3 separate regions of the Mus musculus genome follow, and all the other regions are linked to region 3. Evidence: chromatin contacts called from public Hi-C and HiChIP or PLAC-seq data. All regions are on one chromosome and are shown on one strand. Each heading gives the region's core, a stretch centred on a gene start, on an enhancer-like site or on the middle of the called end of the contact. The rest is flanking DNA. Distances are from core to core; before and after follow the strand shown. Region 1 overlaps Mm2pr (macrophage M2 polarization regulator). Region 2 has its middle 21 kb from the start of Gm38752. Region 3 holds the start of Alox5ap (arachidonate 5-lipoxygenase activating protein).

Region 1 (2,700 bases), core at 50-2,549, 130 kb before region 3:
TCTGTAGGGTTCCATCTGCTCCTGCTCTGGTTTGATAAGCAAACTCAGCGATTGCGAATATGTACTAAGCTCAAGTCTCTACTCAGATACTAATTGGAAGCTAAGGAGACCGTGTATTATTAAAAGGCTAAAAATATCTCCAGTTGGAAGGGGCAGATTGTAGAAGGGCTTGTGAGTGACGATTATTAAATAGTTAAGAGTGTGAGTAAGACAGATAGGCATTCATTCACTAAAATCTCTCATTGGAAAGAGTCAGAAAGGCAGTGTGCAGTGACACACGTGCCTGTGCCCGCACTGCATGTCAGGTGTTCCCAGACAGCAAGGCTAGAAGCACCTCCCCTGGGCTCTCACAGCACTCGTCAGAGACAGCAATTGTGTGTTATGTTTTCTTCCTGGATCTGTTTCTCTTTCCTTGTGTCCTGTGAGCTTTGGCAGGGCACAGTGGGAATTCCATACATCCCTCTGCAGCCCCAAGGTCTACATTAGCAAGCATTTCTTGAATAAGGAGAGGAAAGAGGGACCTCCAACCAGGCTTTCCAGGAAAACACTAGATTGAGGTAGAGGGAGGTGGAGGAAGGAAGAGGGTTTTTGGAGATCAGAAGAGGTGTATGCCTTGGCCGATACCACGGTCTCACATTGCAGAGACGCAAAGTAAGAAAATGATAAAACGTTATCTTTTTTGTGTTGGGAAATGGGAAACATTAGCAAGAGCCCTCTCTTGCGGGGGGAGCACAGTGGATCTGCAGGGGGTGAAACCTTCAAGCAGGCACTAATTAGGAAGCAGGGACATGGCGTGGTTTACAAAGGAAAAATTACAATAACAGCAAAATGGAGTTTGCATATATCCTTCTCACTTAGGAAGGAACATCATTTCTAAGAGAAGCAATACAGTAAATGGCAGGCACTCATCAGGAGAGTCAGGCTGATTGGCCAGAAGGAAATGCGGGGCAAGACATTAACCCATCAGAGAATGGAAGTGTGGCAGTGGGTGAAACTATGTTTCTGGAGAGTTGCGAAAGGCTGTGTGAGGTAAATATCTTCCCCTGAGAGACAACAGGGAAGAAAGGAGCCTGTAGAGGAGGCAAATTTCTACGTGTAAAGAGGCCTGGGGAAAGAGCTGGCCTCAATTCCTTTCTTCCCCCTGTGAAGGAAGTAACAAAATGAGCCACAGGACAGAGGAGGAGGAGCGGCAACAGTACTGAAGCCCGAGGAGCAACGGACATGTGGAGTAGGGACCTAGGTCAGCCCAGCAAGGGCTTGTAGGGCAGAGGTGGCCTCAGTGCATAGAGGTAAACATGTTGCTCTAGAAACGGGAGGCAGAGAGCCAGTGTTTGTCATCAAGGATGAACAGCAGCCAAGGCTGGTGACTGGTGGCAGGTTCTCAGCAGTACAGGGAAACGCTTGGGACCCATTGGGAACTAATTCATACTGAGTTCCCGAGACTGTCAGTATCTAGCTAGAGGGAGCCCTCCCCGCTACTCTGCAGATAGCTCCCAGCATCATGGTGAGTATGGGGGTTATGATTAGAAGGTGAAGTAGGGGGTGCTGGAGAGATAGCTCAGTGGTTAAGAGCACTGACTGTTCTTCCAGAGGTCCTGAGTTCAATTCCCAGCAACCATATGGTGTCTCACAACCATCTGTAATGGGATCCAATGCCCTCTTCTGGTGTTTCAGAAGAGAGCAATAGTGTACTCACATACATTAAATAAATAAATAAATAAATGAATAAATAAATAAATAAGAAGTGGGGGGGGGTCTCTGGGTGTATGTGCCTGTCAGTGTAATTACCTCCATGAGTTTATACTTTATATTCTTTTGTCTTGCTTCATTTTGAGACATGGTCTCACTATGTCGTTTTGGCTGTCCTAGAACTCACTGTGTAGACCAGGCTGGTCTCGAACTGACAAGAAACCTTCTTTCCTCTGCCTCCCAAGTGCTGGGATTCAAGGTCTAAGCCACCAGTGCCCAGCTCATTTTAATTTTTCTTTTACACTTTCAATTTTTTTCAGTGTTTCATTTTCTTCTTGTAACCAGGGTCTCATGTATGACCCTCCTGTCTCAGCCTCCCAAGTGCTGGGATTGATACTTTATTCATAGAAACAAATCTACATATCATCTACCTTAAAATGGAGTTGATATTGACTCGCACACAAACTTCTGAATCAGAGTAATTCTTCTGCAGGTGTTTGTAGTCATAAACACCTCCCAAGAGCAGTGTCAGTTAACAGAGGTATAAATGACCTACTTCTGGAAAGTGAGCGAGAAAAACAAAGCACACCTGTGAAAGGACTTGGGAATCTTAGAGACACATCTTTGGAGAGGTGATGACAGAGCCCCCACATGTAAAGATGCAGGTGGGGCCACAGGGCATGCCTAACATGTGGTCACTAGCAGCGGCAAATAAATAAGTGAATAAAACTGAAGTTGATACAGTGTCCTGGGCTGACTGCTAGCATGCAGGAGCAGAGCTTGGCCTGTGACCACTGTACCAGGGAGGAAGCATTTGGTCTCTTGGGTTAGCGCCAAGCCCACGAGTTTCCAGAAAGGCACAAGGCTAGCCAATCACAAGGAATTGGCTCTGCAAAGCAGAGATGGGCTGGGTCATGTGATAATGACAAGGCCACATAGGAGTGGGCCCCGGGATGCTGACTGTGCAGTTTGGGAGATAAAAAGGCATCACCAGCCAGCACCTGCATCAGC
Region 2 (2,700 bases), core at 19-2,518, 150 kb before region 3:
ACATTTATATAATATTCTTACTTAAAATTATTTTTACATTTATTTTTATTGTATGTGTCTGGGTGTTTTGCCTGCATGTATGTATGTATGCCGCATGCATACAGCGCCTGCGGGGGCCAGATAGAGGAAATCAGATTCCCCGGAAGTGGAGTTACAGGCTGTTATGAGTGAGTGACTGTTATGGGAAGCAAACCCAGGTCCTCTACAGAGCAACCAGAGCTCTTAATCTCGGAGCCATCTCTCCAGCCCCTGTATCCTCTTGTCTAATACTCTTTGACTATGCAGACAACTATGTTGTATTTAGCCGCTCATTGCAGGGAGTAGGTGAAGTCCCAAGAGAATATGTATTGTTTGGCACAGCCACGCCATGTCAAGGACCCCACAGCCCCAGAGCCTTGAGAGTAGCAATCTTCCCTAGATGAGTCTCAGAGGGAGGGGTGGAAATACCTCTTCTTCACGTCTGGTGGTGAATGTTGACAGTGTTTCAGAAAATGTCCACTGCAGCCCCACCCCAGCCCTGTTCTGGCTTAAGGTTCACTCTCCTACTGAGACGTAACCTACTGAGATTAGCTAAGGCAGCCTTCTTGTTCAGCTGTGTATAATAACTACACCTGTTTATCTGTATGTAATAACACAGCCTTTGTTCAGCTGACTGCAGTAATCCTGCCTCCCTGGTCAACAGTGTATAACAAACACCCCATGCTTTCAGGGTCCTGCTGCGGGAAGTATTTTTTAAAACAGCAAGTTCCCATGCTTGACCCAGCTACTCTCTGCCCCGGCAGTTTAGCTGGCCTGTTCTTATCTTGTGGAGACTCTCTGACTTAGAGTTTCAAGATCTCTCCACCCAGCTTGCTAGGTTCCCACTGGTGGGTTGCTACCATGCCAGCCCCATGCTTCAAATCCCCCATGGCCTTTGGGGTGCACATCAGGCAAACCCACATTTTGTCACCGTACCTTTCTCTCTTGAGCCCAGACGAGCTGACGCGTGAAGGAAAACGCAACACAAACTTAGTTCAGAAACAACAATAATTCAACCACTGGGCCACAACAACTAAAATCCTAATCTTGTAAGATTTATTTAATCTAAATCCTCTACTGTCGAATCCTGACGGATTTGCCATTGAAACCAGGAGAAACTAGTAGCTACATCTTGTCCTCACACTATCCCAGTCCAAAAAGGACTCTCTCTTTCCTCTTCCTCTCTTCCCCTATCCAACCCAGAAGTCCCTCCTACTCGACCGACCAGCGATTGGCTCCTCTATTTATTAGGGGATGGTTTACAAGAAGTCACCTGAGTTTGTGACTCACTCCTCACCCACTAACCCTCCCAGGAGAGTGGAATTAACATCAAAATACAGACAGCACCAGGCCCATCCGCAACAAGGTACTGTGACTTAGAGCAAGCACAGGCTGCCCCATTCCAGCTTTTCTGTTTGTGTATCTGTCTGTAGGTCTGTGTATATGACTATGCTGAAATGTCACATCAAGCCGCAAAGCAGTGGCAGTGTCTACAGCAGTGTGTGCAGGTTCCAGGGCTTCCTACCTTGCCTGTCGATTGTTATTTTTATCGTTTTGTTAGTGGGCTGAATGGGGGTGGGGTGGGGTGTAAGTGGGTAGTGGCCTTGCTGTATCTCAGGCTGGCTTGAAATTTTCTATGCAGTCTAGGTTGGCCTCAATGTGAGATTCATCTGCCTCAGTCTCACGGTGGTGGGTATACACCTGAGCACTGACATGACTGTTTTCTATCTTTTTAGTCAATTGGATGAGAAGCATTGACTGTTAATTGTTGCATTGGGCTTATTTTTTAAAGTACCGTCCCACACATGCGTGTGCATTTCTGATCCTTTTTTGTTTGCTTGAGGTAGGATTTTTCTGTGTAGCACAGGCTGTCCTTCCTGGAACTCACCCTGTAGACCAGGCTGACCTCAAATTCAGAAATCCACCTGCCTCTGCCTCCAAGCATGGGGATTCACTGGCATGCACCACCACTGCCTGGCTGTATTTCTGATGGTTACATGACCTTTCAATGTTCCTCCAGGAGGCAAACATCAGGAATAATTTGCTGGCTTGTTCACAACAGCTCGTTTAGCCAGCAGAATGTGAATGAGAACGTAATGAGGCTTTAGATTCTGGGAGCACTGGCTCTCTAACTCCTCGCTGTTCTAACCTGGGAGCAGGCAGGTCAAGGGTCACAGTGGATTCAAGGGAAGGTGGGGACACACAACTGAAACGCCGCCGTTCCTGTCTCTTTGACCTTGCTGCTGCCTTCTCAAGACATCGAGACCTCATGGGACATACTGGTCTGTAGCAGTCTAGCAAGATGCTAAAACCCCAGCATCTGATTATAGCTAGGCAGGGGCTGAGGTGAGAAAAGGGGAGGAGGAAGGAGAAACAGGGTGACAGAGAGGAAGGGAAAGAGGAGGAGAAGAAGAGCCTACACCTTGGGAAGGAAGTTCATGTCTGCAGTTCACCTTTACAGTCTGCAGGAAAAGCTGCACCCTGGTGTTCAGGGTTAGGTCCCTGGAACACCAGTTCCTCGGATCCTAACACCAAGACTTCCTAGCTCCGACTCTCCCAGTTGGTATGGTAGAAGTCAGCCTTGTTTTGTAAAACAGACTCATTCGTTACTCTTCGTGCTTATGAACTAAGGGAACTGAAGAATTCTTGCTCGTGAGAGCATTTTCTATTCATGAACTATCC
Region 3 (2,700 bases), core at 193-2,692:
AGAACAGTCAGTGCTCTTAACTGCTGAGCCACCTCTCCAGCCTCCCTGTTTCTGACTTTTGATGTATTCTTTGGTTTAGTTTTAATCTTTAGCTGAAGTTTAACATTTATTTTATTGACTTTTTTTGTGCGTGCACGTGCGTGTATGCACATGTATGTGTCTGTGGAGGGCAGAGGCAAACCTTGGTTCTAGTTCCTCAAGTGCCATCCACTTTATCTCTTGAAGCAGGGTCTTTCCCTGCCTGGGACTCTCCATTAAGCTAGGGTGGCTGGCCAGTGAGCCTGAGGATGCTCCTGCCCCTCTTCCTGTAATATTGGGGTTACACACATTCTACCACACGTGGCTTCTTAGGTGATGTGGGGACTGAACTCAGGTCCTCAAGCTTGCATGGAAAACACTTTCCAATGAAGCTGTCTCCCAAGTCCCATAGTTTTATTTTATTGCAGGAAAGGAGCCACTGGTTGTCTTATCATTCATTCACTCCTTCTTTCCTTCACCCATCCATCCACTCACCTATCCATCCACTCACCCATCCATCCACTCATCCATCCATCCATTCACCCATCCATCTAATCACCCATCCATCCATTCATCCATCCATCCATTCATCCATTCACCCATTCACCCATCTATCCATTCACCCATCCATCCATTCACCCCAGCCTATGTGGCTGCTATTCTGCACTGTACAATGTGTCAAATGACATTTATTTACCAGGAGGAATTCAAAGAACCAAGGGCATACTCAGGACGCACGTCTTTTTGGTGCTGTATTCATTTTATTTCCTTTTCTTTTTCTTCTTTTTTTAAATCTCATTTTCCCTTTTCTTTATTTTTGCCAGTGTAAGAAGTGGTAGTGGCTCCGGGCTCCTCGTGCTGTGCAGGGTCCAGATTTCATGCTTATGCTCCTAGCGAGGCTGCCCATAGTAAGCAACATCAAAGAATACGCTGCACTTCCCTCTCCCTCTGACTCTGTGACTCCTGGAAGGTAACTCAAAACCACAGGTCCTGCAACTTTGTTGAATAACAATTAGAAGAGGAAGAATGAAAACTAAAGGCAGAAGAAGGAGGAGGAGCAAGGGTAGGAATGGGAGGAGCAAGAGGTGGAGGAGTAAGGGAAGGAAGGAGAGAAAGAGAAGAAAGGGGAAGGGAGATGAAAGAAGAAGGGGAGGGAAAAGGAGCAAGAGGAGAAGTAGGAGCAAAGTGAGGAGGTAGAGCAAGAGGAGGAGGGAAGGGGCAATAGGAGGAGGAGCAGGTGGAGGAGGGAGAGGAGCAAAAAAGGAGGGGGAGCAAGGGGAGAGGGTAGTGCAAGAGGAAGAGGGAAGGAGCAAGGGGAAAGGGAGGAGCAGGAAGAGGGGAGGAGCAGGAACAAAAGGAGGGGGAGGAAGAAGAGGGGGACAAGGGGAGGAGCAGGAGCACTGAGTGGCTGTGCTGGGGACCTTTGGAAACTGATGGTAAAAGGCAGAGCACAGCCTGGCACTTCCCCTTTCTGCGCAGGAAGGCTGAGGTGCTAGCACCAGCCTGGTTGTCTCTGGCGGGCCTGAAGCAAGCATGGATCAAGAGGCTGTGGGCAACGTTGTGCTCCTGGCCCTTGTCACCCTCATCAGCGTGGTCCAGAATGGTAAGGGCCCTTCCTCAGGGAGAGCAGGGGTGCTGGAAGCCAGGCACACACCATTCTGTGTGCACTATGCACACGTCTGTATTTATTGCTGTGTACGTGAGTGTGCAGGGGTGGGTCCTGTTCTGTGTGAGTTTGGGGTTTCCTTCTCTCACTTGAAGGATGATGTCAGGTGTGTTTGCAGAGGATGGAGAGCAACCTGAAGGGCTGGTGAGAAACTTGGCCCAAGTGTCTTGGTGGAGCAAGGGCATGAAGGGTGGAAGAGGAGGGCCAGCCTGGAGAGAGTGTGGGGGTCTGTGCTCCCTTGGACACCCGCCTGAATGAGCCAATTTGCAGCAGGACCCAGGTCGTCTGTCGTCTGTGTCAGGCAAGGGGTAGTCTTGCGAGCTATAAAGGAGAAAGTCTTTATCATCTTTTTACTTCTGTACTTAAATAAGTTCTTTTGAAGAAACATCAAAGAACAATGCGTAAGGCTATTTTTAGTTTTGTTTTGTTTTGTGGTCCTGGGGATAGAACTCAGGGCCCTGCATACCTTCTGTATATTCTCTACTACACATCTATGCCCCAGCCTTTTGGTGTACAGCTTTACACACACACACACACACACACACACACACACACACACACACACACACACACGTCTGTCTGTCTGTCTGTCTGTCTGTCTGTCTGTCTGTCTGTCAGTCAGTCAGTCATGTTCTATCCATCTATCTATCTCAACCTTCCTAGCCCTTTGACACAGTATCTCAGGTTGTGGTGACGCCCAAGCATAAATTATTTTTGTTGCTACTCCATAACTGTCATTTTGCTGCTGTTAAAGATTGTAATATAAATAAATACCTGTGCTTTCTAATGATCTGAGGTGAATTCTGTGAAAGGGTCATTTGACCCCCAAAGGGTTCATGATCCTCACGACTCACATCTATCTATTTACCTATCATCTATTTATATATAAGTCCTATCTATTATCTGTCTGTCTGTCTATGTATTTATCTATTATCTATCATCTGTCTGTCTGGGGAAATGTTCCTATTTCTTAGTATTGCCATTAAACACACACACACACACACACACACACACAC

The links. A called contact is a pair of places that touch in the nucleus more often than the background predicts. HiChIP or PLAC-seq counts read pairs in DNA pulled down with a chosen protein or histone mark.
Region 1: a contact with region 3 is called in a Hi-C map of double positive thymocytes, with 1.6 times the contacts expected there. The contact joins the enhancer-like site here to the promoter of Alox5ap in region 3. A contact is called at or near these places in 4 of 39 promoter capture datasets (embryonic stem cells, hippocampal neurons, liver and 1 more), 1 of 15 datasets of contacts at CTCF or cohesin (large pre-B cells), 3 of 484 Hi-C or Micro-C datasets (CD8 T cells, double positive thymocytes and myocytes), 1 of 115 datasets of contacts at active chromatin or transcription factors (embryonic stem cells) and 4 of 9 other capture datasets (adipose tissue, embryonic stem cells, liver and 1 more).
Region 2: an H3K27ac HiChIP or PLAC-seq map of embryonic stem cells shows a contact between it and region 3, with 9 read pairs. The contact joins the enhancer-like site here to the promoter of Alox5ap in region 3. A contact is called at or near these places in 5 of 39 promoter capture datasets (embryonic stem cells, liver, pre-B cells and 1 more), 1 of 484 Hi-C or Micro-C datasets (myocytes), 2 of 115 datasets of contacts at active chromatin or transcription factors (both in embryonic stem cells) and 3 of 9 other capture datasets (adipose tissue, liver and pancreatic islet).

What each region holds. Positions count from the first base shown.
Region 1 is chr5:149,134,637-149,137,336 of GRCm38.p6, forward strand. The region is part of intron 1 of Mm2pr (macrophage M2 polarization regulator); the gene reads right to left. Among named protein-coding and RNA genes, the nearest start is that of Gm42788, 8.3 kb to the right of the region's middle. Within about 2 kb of position 1,300, at least 22 of the 459 cell types and tissues checked have an H3K27ac peak or open chromatin away from gene starts, as enhancers often do. A contact at or near this core is called in double positive thymocytes and liver, where this site is marked.
Region 2 is chr5:149,111,408-149,114,107 of GRCm38.p6, forward strand. No RefSeq gene overlaps it. Among named protein-coding and RNA genes, the nearest start is that of Gm38752, 21 kb to the left of the region's middle. Within about 2 kb of position 1,269, at least 13 of the 459 cell types and tissues checked have an H3K27ac peak or open chromatin away from gene starts, as enhancers often do. A contact at or near this core is called in embryonic stem cells and stem cell-derived epiblast-like cells, where this site is marked.
Region 3 is chr5:149,263,562-149,266,261 of GRCm38.p6, forward strand. It overlaps Alox5ap (arachidonate 5-lipoxygenase activating protein), which reads left to right and starts at 1,443. Exons shown (of 5, transcript NM_009663.2): 1 at 1,443-1,621. The coding sequence starts at 1,552.